Linked DNA regions of Sus scrofa: region 1 is linked to region 2. The links are chromatin contacts, called in public HiChIP or PLAC-seq maps. All regions are on one chromosome and are shown on one strand. The core of a region is the stretch at or near the end of the contact, and the rest is flanking DNA. Distances in the headings are between cores, read along the strand shown. Region 1 has its middle 95 kb from the start of NTMT1. Region 2 has its middle 110 kb from the start of IER5L.

Evidence for each region. HiChIP or PLAC-seq counts read pairs in DNA pulled down with a chosen protein or histone mark.
Region 1: an H3K27ac HiChIP or PLAC-seq map of skeletal muscle shows a contact between it and region 2. The contact joins two enhancer-like sites. A contact is called at or near these places in 4 of 47 Hi-C or Micro-C datasets (embryonic fibroblasts, epiblast stem cells, heart right ventricle and 1 more) and 2 of 2 datasets of contacts at active chromatin or transcription factors (alveolar macrophages and skeletal muscle).

The regions. Positions count from the first base shown.
Region 1 is chr1:269,722,486-269,727,643 of Sscrofa11.1, forward strand. No RefSeq gene overlaps it. Among named protein-coding and RNA genes, the nearest start is that of NTMT1, 95 kb to the right of the region's middle. Within about 2 kb of position 3,491, at least 70 of the 83 cell types and tissues checked have an H3K27ac peak or open chromatin away from gene starts, as enhancers often do. A contact at or near this core is called in alveolar macrophages, mesenteric adipose tissue and skeletal muscle, where this site is marked.
Region 2 is chr1:269,567,122-269,572,750 of Sscrofa11.1, forward strand. No RefSeq gene overlaps it. Among named protein-coding and RNA genes, the nearest start is that of IER5L, 110 kb to the left of the region's middle. Within about 2 kb of position 2,645, at least 21 of the 83 cell types and tissues checked have an H3K27ac peak or open chromatin away from gene starts, as enhancers often do. A contact at or near this core is called in alveolar macrophages, mesenteric adipose tissue and skeletal muscle, where this site is marked.

The DNA of each region.
Region 1 (5,158 bases), core at 2,241-4,740, 160 kb after region 2:
CAGTGCCACCTGCTCTAGACCGGGCACCCTGCCAACACTGAAGATGGCAGTGAACCACACAGACCAAGCCTGCCCTCCTGGCGCTGACAGTCCAGAGGGGAAACACACCTGTAACAGGTAACTCCAGAAAGAATCAGCTCATTATGGTGTCAGGGTCGTTTCTCCTGGCCCAGGGATTCAGGGAGGGTCCCCTGGGCAGGGGACACTTAAGCTGAGATGGCAAGATGAAGAGCAGAAAGCATAGTTCTATCCAGAGGGAGAAACATACCTGAGGACCCCCGGGGAGTGAAGACATAAAGCTGTCCAGATTGGAGAGAAGGTTCCAATGGCTCAACTCGGAACCCAAGGTTAAGGGAGGGGCTGCAGGGAGCCAGACCTTCGAACGCTACATGGAGAGCCCGGAGAGCACGGATGGGTAGAGACGGAAGTCTTACATTTTAGAAAGGTCTGTCTGTGAGTTCCCATTGTGGTGCAATGGGATCTGTGGCTTCTCTGGATCCCAGGTTGAATCCCCGGACTGGCACAATGGGTTAAGGATTCAGCGTTACTACAGCTGTGGCATAGGTCAACTGCAGCTCCGCTCTGACCCCTGGCCTGAAAACCCCATATGCCACGGGGTGGCCAAAACATACAAACAAACAAAGATCTGTCTGGTGGACGTGGAGGGCAGATTGGACAAGGAGGTGGGCAGAGAGTGGGAGCTGGGGGCCTGGCCTGCATCGGAGGAGGGGCAGCGGGCACAGGGTGAAAGAAGCTGACTTCTTTTTTTTTTGGCTGTGCCCATGGCATGCGGAAGCTCCAGGACCTGTGCCACAGCAGTGACCCAGGCCACAGCAGTGACAAGGCTGGATCCTTAACCCACCGAGCCACCAGGGAACTCTGGGCTAACTGCTTGAAGGGAGAAGCTCCTTAGGTCTTGGTAGTATTGGGGTGGGGGTTGGGGGAGGAGTCGGGGATGGCACCTGGGCTCTGAGGAGCGTCTGGGTGCATGGCTGGAAGTGTTGGTCAAGAACAAGTTCAAAAAGAGGGGAGGCAAGGCAGAAACGAATCTGACTAGGAACCATGAGGTTGCGGGTTTGATCCCAGCCTCGCTCAGTGGGTTAAGGATCCAGCATTGCCGTGAGCTGCAGTGTAGGTCGCAGAGGAGGTTTGGATCCCAAGTTGCTGTGGCTGTGGTGTAGGCTGGCAGCTATAGCTCCAGTTAGACCCTAGCCTGGGAATCAGCAGCCCCCCCCAGGGTCCATAGCAGTGCCCTCAGACCTGAGTCCCAGTCTAGAGGGTGGCACTCTGGCTCTTTTCTGACTGTGCCTTTCCTCATGGGATGAGAAATCCTCGAGACCGAGGCCACACTCCCAGCTCGATCTCTGATCTGGGACCATGGACTTCCCTGCTCAGTGGCCCCCAGCCCACTTCCTGGGTCCTTCCTCCTGGGGGCGGCCCAGAGGTGGCTGTGGGCAGGGGGTGTGGGCAGAGTTTACCCATGCAGGCTGGAGTGTCCACACCCAGCACGCAAAACCCTTCACAGAAAAGAATGAAGCCAGGGACAAGAAGAAAAGAGGGGCTGAGTAGGAACCAGCAGCCAAGGCTGCCTCTCCCCATGCTGCCACTTCCAGCGTGGACCCCAGGATTCTGAGACTCCTCAATACAAACCCAGCCTTCCAGGTGTGTTCGTCCTTAGGAAGGTGTATTTGCCAAGGAAGGAGGACAGAGCATGTTTTATTCAGCACTTCGTTAGCTTGATTTATAACTTGTAAATACTTAGATGCGAGGTAGGTGGGCTCTGCTTATATTCCTGCTCCCCCACCTGCCACCCCAGGGCTGCCTAGACAGAAGCAGCCTTCCTGGGCTCCACATCAGCATCCAGTGGCTGACCCTGGACCAGGCTTCTTTGGAGCTTCCTGACTCCACTTCGTGCACCCCCATTGCACCCCATGAATTGCCTCTGCCTTTATCTGAGGGTCCTCCTGCCTCCTCTTTTGAATGTTCACCTCCAGCCCCTTCTGCTCCAGGAAGCCTCCAGCTTGTCACTGGTATTATTTGGTCACAGCGGCTCCAGTGGGCTGACTGGCCGGGGATGTGACTGCCTGTCCCTCCTAAGGGACAAGAAGCTTCTAGAAGCAGCATCTCCTAGCAGACGCAGTAGCCTGCGCAGAGTACAAGTCTAGGCTCAGAGCGCCGCACACAAGCTTGGGGTCAAATCCCAGCTCTGTGACTTTCTTGCTGTGTGACCTTAGGAGGTGCTTGGCTGCTCTGAGCCGGTTTCCTCTTCTGAAAACCCATAATCAGAACCGTAGCTCTCGCAGCGAAGAGGCAGTGCGGAACGCGGAGCCCACGTGTGCCGGGCACTTGGCAAGCACCCGGGAAGGAATTAGGAAGGGCAGGAGTTACATCATTCACTTCTTTTTACAGCTGAGAAAACAAGCGGAGGAGGCTCAGGGAGGTGAGGCCGGTTGCCCAAGGTCACACAGCTTGTGGGAGAATGGGGCCCAAGCCAGGGTGGCCGACTTGTGCTCTCATCACTGAACTCTTCGGCCGCAGGCCTGCCCACCCAAGTACCCTTCCCGGTGTCCGCGGCCCTTGGCCGCCCGAAGGCCACGTGGGGTCTCGGGGACAAGAGGCTCGGCCAGGGCCGAGCAAGGGTTAACGGGCTCCGCCGCATTGGGCCGGCCTCCGGGGTAACCAGCCAATGGGCGTACGCCGCGATGAGGTAATGCCGGGACCGCGCGGAGTGGGCGGAGCCAGCAGGGACTCGCGGGTCTGGAGTTCTGGCTCTCCCACTACCCCTCACCTTTGACCTTCATCCCCCCCACCTGTCCTCCTCCTGCAGCCCGACACTGGCAAGAAAGCCCTGTGCTGGAGCTGAGGGTCTGGGGCGGCTCTGCGTCCCTTAAGGTCTTGCGGCACGAACCCGGACTCCTCCTCCGGGACTCAGTTTACTCTTTAGCCAGAAGATCGCTAAAGACGGACCGGCGGTGACGTTCTTGGATCCCGGGACAGTTTTCAGCCCTCCCTGCCCTTGGCCCACCCTGTGGCGGGCATGGCCCTGGCCCTCTTCAGGTGGTGCCCAGCGCCAGGGGGCAAGGAATCCTCCCGGCCAAGCTGAGGGAGTCTCACCGGCCCATTCACACCCTCCACGTGGCTCCAAAGCATCAGCCCCTCTCTATCCCTGGGGTATCCGACATGCCCCCGATGCCAGAGCGCTGCCACAAAGCCCCAAGCGAGCTGTAAAAATAGCCCGACCAGCCGGTTTGGTGGTCACAGGTCAAAGTTCACCCAGCACCAAAATTAATTGAGCGTCTACTACGTGCAGCTCAGAGCTTCGGGGTTGGCTGTGGCCAAGCCGTCTTCGGAGCTGCGAGCGACCCGGGGGCGCCCCCACTCCAGGCCGGACTGCAGGGGGCGGCGCGCCCCCACGGTCTGGGTCTGGGCACGAAGCGGTTAATGCCTTTCTAGCCGAGCTGGCACTGCTGCCGAGGCCCAGGCTTATTAGTCAGCTCGCGGGGAGGGGGCGGTGGGGGAGAGGAGGGGCTGGAGTTGAGAACCGCAGAAAGCTATTCTCAGGGGCTCCCAAGTGTGGGGAGGGCGGCTCAGCAGGAGCTGCTGCTTCCCAGAAAGTTGATTATTTTTAACCCAGGAAGAAGAAAGGAAGGAGGCGAGGGAGAAGGACTCAGAGAAAAGAGGAGAGGATTGCAGAGGAGAGAAGAGGATGGGGAAGGGGAACGGGGAGGGGGAGCAAGAGAGAGGGGAGAGGGGGTGGCGGGAGGAAGGGAGGAGGGGGCAGGCAGCGGGGGTCAGGGAGGGGGTTCAAGGCCAGTTGGAATGTGGGAAGCCAGCTTGGGGGGGTGCTCTGGGAGGGAAATGGATGTGAAGGGGGCCCCTCCCTGCACCCCTCTGGCTCCTCTCCCAGGCCAGGCTCCCAGGGGCTGTCCATCCAGCACCGCCCCCCAAGCCTGAGCTGAGAGCAGTGCCCTGTTGGGCACTGCCAACCCAGGGCTGTGCAAGGCACTGGGGCTTGGGGAGTGGGGGGGCACAAGGCCGCCACAGCCCTGCCCTAGGTTGATCTCCAGCCCACAGCAGAGCCCACAGCAGCACCTTGACTTGACCTTGACCGGGTAGTGGTCACTGGTCCAGGGAGGGCTGCCCTGGAAACCCATGGTTTCTGCAGAGAGGGGTTCCTGGAGGGAAGGGCGGACCTCAGGCTCCCCTTCCCCTGCCCTGGGGTGGAGCCGAGCTGAAAACCAAACCCGGATGGTGACGGGGCCTATGGGGAGGGTGCTGGGAGCACAGTGACAAACATGACAGACGTAGCCAGGCCCACAAGGGGCTCACAGTCCTGCAGGGAAGGCAGAGGCTGCACACACCATTATGAATAATGCATCAAATGACAACAAGAGGGTAGCGGGCTGGGAGGGGACTGTGCGGGTGGGGCTAGAAGGGCTGGTCGCAGGGGCCTGATCTCTGGAGGGCATAGGAGGGCTCCCCAAGGAGGTGCCTGAGGGCCAGAAGGGATCAGGCAGGGGAATAGTGACTGGTGGAGGGAGCAGGAACCACGTGGATGAGGGTCCCAAGGGCACAGACCTAAGGACCCAAGAGAGGATCGGTGTGGCCCAACCACAGCCCTTGTCCTAGAGGCGGCTGGAAACCTTGGAAGTTTTACAGAGAAGAGCAAGGAGACCAGAACCGTAAAGTTCACTTGAGTCATAGGGACAAGAGTGGATATGGAGGGAGTTCCCTGGCGGTTCAGTGGGTTAAGGATCTGGCATTGTCACTCCTGTGGCTTGGCTTGCTGCTGTGGTGTGGGTTCAATCCTGGCCCTGGAACTTTCCCATGGTGTGCGCAGGGCCAAAAAAAATAGATTGTGGCTATGGGAGTGGCACCAAGGTCCCGGGAGAGTGATGGCAGCCTGGTGTGAGAAAGAGGGGAGGACACGACTCGGGAGGTCCAGAGGGCAGGCGCTGGTGTGTCACTGCGTGGGAGTGCAGGTGGCCAAGGAGGTGTTAGGGAAGTGCCAGGCTCTGGCTTGTGCCACAAGGGAGGCTGGTGCTGTCCCCAAAGACAGGGGCAGCCAAGGGAGCAGGTGCAGGGGAGGGCAGGCGGTTGTGTCGGGACAGGTGGGACAGGCTGCAGGAAGAGCTTGGGCACAGGCATAGAGAGAAGG
Region 2 (5,629 bases), core at 1,395-3,894:
AATCTTAATCTTGGAGTTCCCGTCGTGGCGCAGCAGAAACGAATGCAACTAGGAGCCATGAGGTTGCGGGTTCGATCCCTCACCTTGCTCAGTGGGTTAAGGATCCTGCGTTGCCATGAGCTGTGCTGTAGGTCGCATATATGGCTCAGATCTGGCATTGCTGTGGCTGTGGTGTAGGCGGGCAGCTGTAGCTCCGATTAGACCCCTAGCCTGGGAACTTCCATATGACGCGGGTGTGGCCCTAAGGAGCAAAAAAAAAAAAAAAAAGAAGACGAAGACAGCACAGCACCTGTGTCTCCGGCCATTGTAAGTGGGCTAATGTGTGATGTTCTGAGCCCATGGGAAGAGCTCTGTGGGTGTCAGCTCTTGCCGTCGTTACTGAAGACTCTGTCTAATTGATTCTGATGCCCAGAGAAGGTGTTACGTGGGCGTGCAGTCATCACACCAGCAGCCCAGCACCCAATGAATTGGGGGTAAGAAGGCTCAGTGATCGTGGGTAGGATTTGAGGCATGGAACGACTGCTCCCAACCCTTTAGGCACTGAGGAGAAAGGATCTAACGACTGAAGGCTTTGTGATGAATGCACGGAATGAATGAATGAAGGAGTAAATGAATAAATGAGTGCATTGGAGACCTGGAGGACTCCCTTGCCTGACAGTGAAATTCTGTCTCTGCGCTGGGCAGAGCTGCTGCAGCCAGGCCTGGGGAGGGCAGGGAACCTCAGTGTGCTGATGGAAACCAGGTTCTCCCAGCCAGGGGAAGGGCTCAGAAAGTATGGCCAGTGCCCAGTGGCCCCTGTGTCACCTGCTGATGGCATGGACCAGACTTTGATGTGCTGTGGTGGGAGTGATCTCCCAGCTTCCTCCTTGGGGCGCTGGGGGCTCCCTCCCCAACCTGTGGTCCTTGCACCCCCCCACCCCCACCCCTGGAGAAGCTAACTGTTGTTTGGTACAATCCAGGCTCCATGGAAACCACCCAGACTCAGTTAATCCCCACTTCCTTTGCTTTCAGCAAATCGGGGTTTATGGGACTCTCTGGGAATCACAGTTAAGGTAAAAACACCGGTCAGCCTCAGGGCCTGCCAGGGGCATTAATCTCGGGGTGGCCATCGCCTGTCTCCGTTTTATGTAGTGAGTGACCATTGCTCAAGGCAGCCTCTTTTTTCCTCTTAGCAATTGTGAGGGTTTGGGCAGAATGCATCTGCACGAAGCAGGTGCTAAGTCACAACCGGCCCTGGACGTGCCTTTCCACGAGTGGCGGGGCTGCGGATGAGCACCGGTGCTGAAACCAGACAGACAGAACACCTTGGCTAAATTGTGTCCCTGAGCCTCAGTTTCCTAACCTGAGAAGTGGGGGTGGTGACAACAGCACATCTCAGAGGCCTGGCAGGACAAGGGGAGGTAGGCGCCCGGCCTGGCACTGGCACACAGCAGAGGCCCCTAAATGACAGCTGTGATGATGTCACCCAGGGCTGTGTTCACAAACCGACTGAAAATTTGCAAAGCCTGTGGTGGGCGGGGCGGCAGGGCCACTCCCCACCCCAGCTCTGGGCTGGGCCCCCCCAAGCAGCTACTGAGTGTGGCTGGGCTCTGGGGGGATCCGGGCAGTGTGGGAACAGATCAATTACACCACAGTGTGAGGTCTCCAAACATTCCATCGTGAGTGTTTATTGCTTTGATAATGGGGGGTGGGAGCCCCAAAGACCAAACAAACAGCACGATGAAAGAGATAGAGAGAGAGAGAGATGGATCGGGCTAGGGCTGTGACCTGTGCTGTAAGAAAAGACAGCCAGAGCTCTCTTTTTTTGTTTTGTTTTGGTTTTTGTTTTTTGCTTTTTAGGGCCGCACCTGTGGCTTATGGAAGTTCCTGGGCCAGGGGTTGAATTGGAGCTGCAGCTGCCGGCCTACACCACAGCTCATGGCAAGCCAGATTCTTAACCCACTGAGTGAGGCCAGGGATCAAACCTGTGTCCTCATGGATACTCGTCAGGTTTGTTACTGCTGAGCCATGACGGGAACTCCAAGGGAGCGCTCTTGATACAGGGCCCAAGAGATGATGCCCCAGGGGAAGGCAGGCCTCCTGTGTGAGGTCCCATGGAGGCCTGAGAAGAAGGAGCGATGGGTCAGACCTTGCCATCAATGAGACAGGGCTGGACCCCAGGGCGACAGGGCCTGCCTGCCATGTGCCAGCTGTGGGCCTGGGGGAGGAAGTTAACCTCCCTGAGCCTCAGTCTCCCCCTCTGTGAGATGGGCGTGAGGATGAAAGGCGTTAACAACCAATGGTGCCCGGGGCTGAGCCTGGCAGAGGGGGCTCTGTCTTCCTGTTTCCTGGATAAATTGGAGGGAAAGCCCCGCCCACCCACAGGCACGCCCCCAGTGTCTGCAGGCCCCCCAGCTTGTGGGAGCAGACTGGAGGTTCAAGTTGGGGTCTCCCCTTGTCTTTATCCTCTCCCCTGCCCCCTGCTTGTTGAAGGGGAGAGGATGCTTGGAAGAGTCTTGTTCCCACTGCACCTGCTCTGATGATGTGGCTGAGGCTCCTTGAAGGCGGGGTGGCGGTTTTGGACCCCTCCACCTGTGGCCTCCACTGACAGGTTGGGGAGAGCTCTTGGGGGCCTGAAGTGTCCAGAGACCCCTGCCTTGGGGGACAGAGGCTGACAGTGATGGGGCCTCTTCCCCACTGGGGCCCTGCCCTCCCCTCAGCACCATCAGCTGGACCCGGGCTGGTTTCTGCTCTCTGGGCAGACCCTCAACAGCAATCCTTCTGCCAGGACAGCCCTGGCACCACGGTGAGCAGGTGGCCAGCTTCTGTCCACACCAGTGGCACCCGTGGGGTGGGCTGGGAGGGACAGCCTTGAGAGAGGTAAGGATACAAAGAGCTCAGGACCCGCCCCCAGACAGGTGAGTGAGTCTGGGCCTCTGTCTCCCTATTTGTCCCAGAGGCTAGGGCAACCTCCCTGCCCCTGTGGTTCCCAAAGTCCCAAAAATGCAGCTCTGCAGCCCCCAGCTCAGGGGGTGGCAGGTGGGGCTGGAGTGGGGGGATGACAAGCGACAGGAGGACAGGATGCCAGGCTCACCTTTCTGAGAACTGACACCCAGGGGCGCTGTCCTTGGTCCCTGGCTGTGTTAAGGGACGTGACCCAGTTAGCTCTCATCTGTAAGGACGTGGGTACCTCTACCCAGAGCGAGGCCAGCAGCCTCCTGGAGCACCCCTGCAGCCTCCCTCCCCATCTGCCTCACTCAGTCTTCAACCAGGGAAAACAGAAGCAGCAGGAGATCTATGTGAAGGAATCTATTGCAAGGAATTGGTTATGCAATGGTGGAGCTGGCTAGACAAGCCCGAACTCTGAAGGGCAGGCTGGACCTCTGGGCCCTGGGCTGACGCCGCTGTGTGTGGGTGGAATAGCTTCCCCATCGAGGAGGCCTCTGCTTTGCACTTAGAGCCTTTCCAATGATGGAATCAGGCCCTCCCCGAAAATCTAGGCCAATGTCTCTCAAAAGTCAACCGATTATGGACTGCAATCACATCTATGGGGCGCCTGCAGAGTGACCCTGAGATTAGATTGGAGAACTGGGGACTGTAGCCTCTCCAGCATCGCAGCACCTCATCCCCTCTCTGTCAGTGGTTTCTTGCTCCTTCCAGCTTGAGCATCGCTCTCAGATGAGCTGCCCCCAGAGCTGGGCAGTGCTCCCTGCTCTCCTGCGATGACTTCAGCTGGAATCCTCAACCCCCAGCCCAGTTCCTCCTCCAGCCTTGCATCCTTTGTTGTGAAAAGCTCCCTTAACCAGCCTGGGCAAGCCCCCAGGGAGCCCAGCCTGGTGTGGAACCGCCAGCCTGCCCACTGCCCTCAGGAAGCTGCCCATCTCCTGGGGGACGTGTCAGAGCCCGGAACACCCATCTGCCCTGTGCCTCTGTTTTCCGGGCCTCCTCTGGGTCGGATTCCCTGGTGAGGCTGCAGCTCTGGGCTGCAGGAAACCAGCCTCGTGCTTGTTTTGTTTCGATTGCACAACCCTGGAGCAGGAGGCCAGAGCGGACATCTGCTGTTTTGGCCGCCCGGCACCCTCACCCTGTCTCTTTCTGGCGAAAGTCCTCCAGTTGCCTCATGGGGAACTCCCCCCTGTGTGTGCAATCCGGGGACTGGGCTGCCGGTCCAGATGCTCCGAGCTTCCGTGCCAAGGGATGGGTCAGCAGCCCGCCTTCCCTGAGCTTGGGTCCCTCAGTCCTCGTCCTGACGGCCAGCCCCAAGGGAGGTCGCTGAGTGTCCCCTGCTCTCCAGGAGGGCCTGGCTGCATCCTCGCTGGGGCCCGTCTGCATCCCCTGTGTTCCCTTACATTCTGAACCCCCCCCCCCCCCGGTCTGGAGATGGAGCCTTTTTCGGATCAAGGCAAACAGAGTCCACTTCTGTTGCTTATAAGCCCAGACACCCGACTGACTGGATCTGAAGGTCAGTCCCGGCTCTGTCCTCCCTCGCTGTGCGACCCTGCGCGGGATGGTCCCCCTCCGACCTCCGTTTCTCTACCTGCGCATCTCAGCTGGCCTCCAGGGCTGACGTCCCTGAGCCTGTGGCCACCTTGGCCATTGCAGCCGACGGGAATGGGTGCATCCACTGTCAAGAATCAATTGAGGCCTTCTCCGTCTTGACCCTGGGGTCTCTGGGGTGTGTTTAGTGGGAGAGGAGAGATGGTAGCTGCAGAAGCCTTGGCTCTACCTCCTCCTGCGCAGTGGGGCCGTAAGGACCAATGTACCCTGTATCCAGGCCTTGCTAAGTCCCAAGTACCGTCAACTTCGCAGTTAAGCTGCTGCCTTCATAGGTGATGGTCCGTTTCTTTTGAAACTGTTATGCGCAAATTTTTGAGAATCTGGTGAAAGCTTTGGATGTTCTTCTTAGACCACAAAATATCTCTCTATTCCTTTCTCTCGCTCTCTCTCTCTCTCTCTCTCTCTCTCTCACACACACACACACACACACACACACACACACTTTAATGTACAGTTTCGGGAGGGACTAGGAATAGGTTTCCAACGCCTGTCCTAACCTTCAGGCCAGCAGCCTCCGCACTTACAGGACAAATAGCCAGCTCTGGCACACAAGGCAGGGGCTGGGCCCTACACAGGGTGCTCTGTGAGCAACAGCTCCTCCACCTAAAGAGAATGGCCTCTGTGGTAAGGACCGCTATGCTTTGCCAGACTCTCTGGTTCATGATTTTCCTCTTGGGCACACAGCTGGACTACATTTCCCAGCCTCCCTTGCAGTGGGGGCGTGGCCACATGCCAGAGCGCTGGTTAATGGAAAGTGAGCCGAGGGCTGGCCTCTCCCCCACCCCTTTTACGAGCATGAAATTCCTTCTATGTCATCTTCCCCACTCTCTCGTCACCCTTCCTCAAGACTGTCACAGGGGAGGAAAAGGCCTTCGAAGATGACGAACTACAAGATGAGGGAAGCTGGGCCCCTGAGTTACTGCGTGGAGCAGGACTCCCACCCGCCCCTCCTCCAGCCCTCAGTAGTGACGTGAATAAGAAAGCAAGCTTTTTGGGGGGTTGGGGGTTGGTTGTATCCGTGAGCCCATCCTGACTAATACAGCATTGTTTACTACCTCCATCCGGGGGAGCTGCTCTGACTCCATCTTAGGTC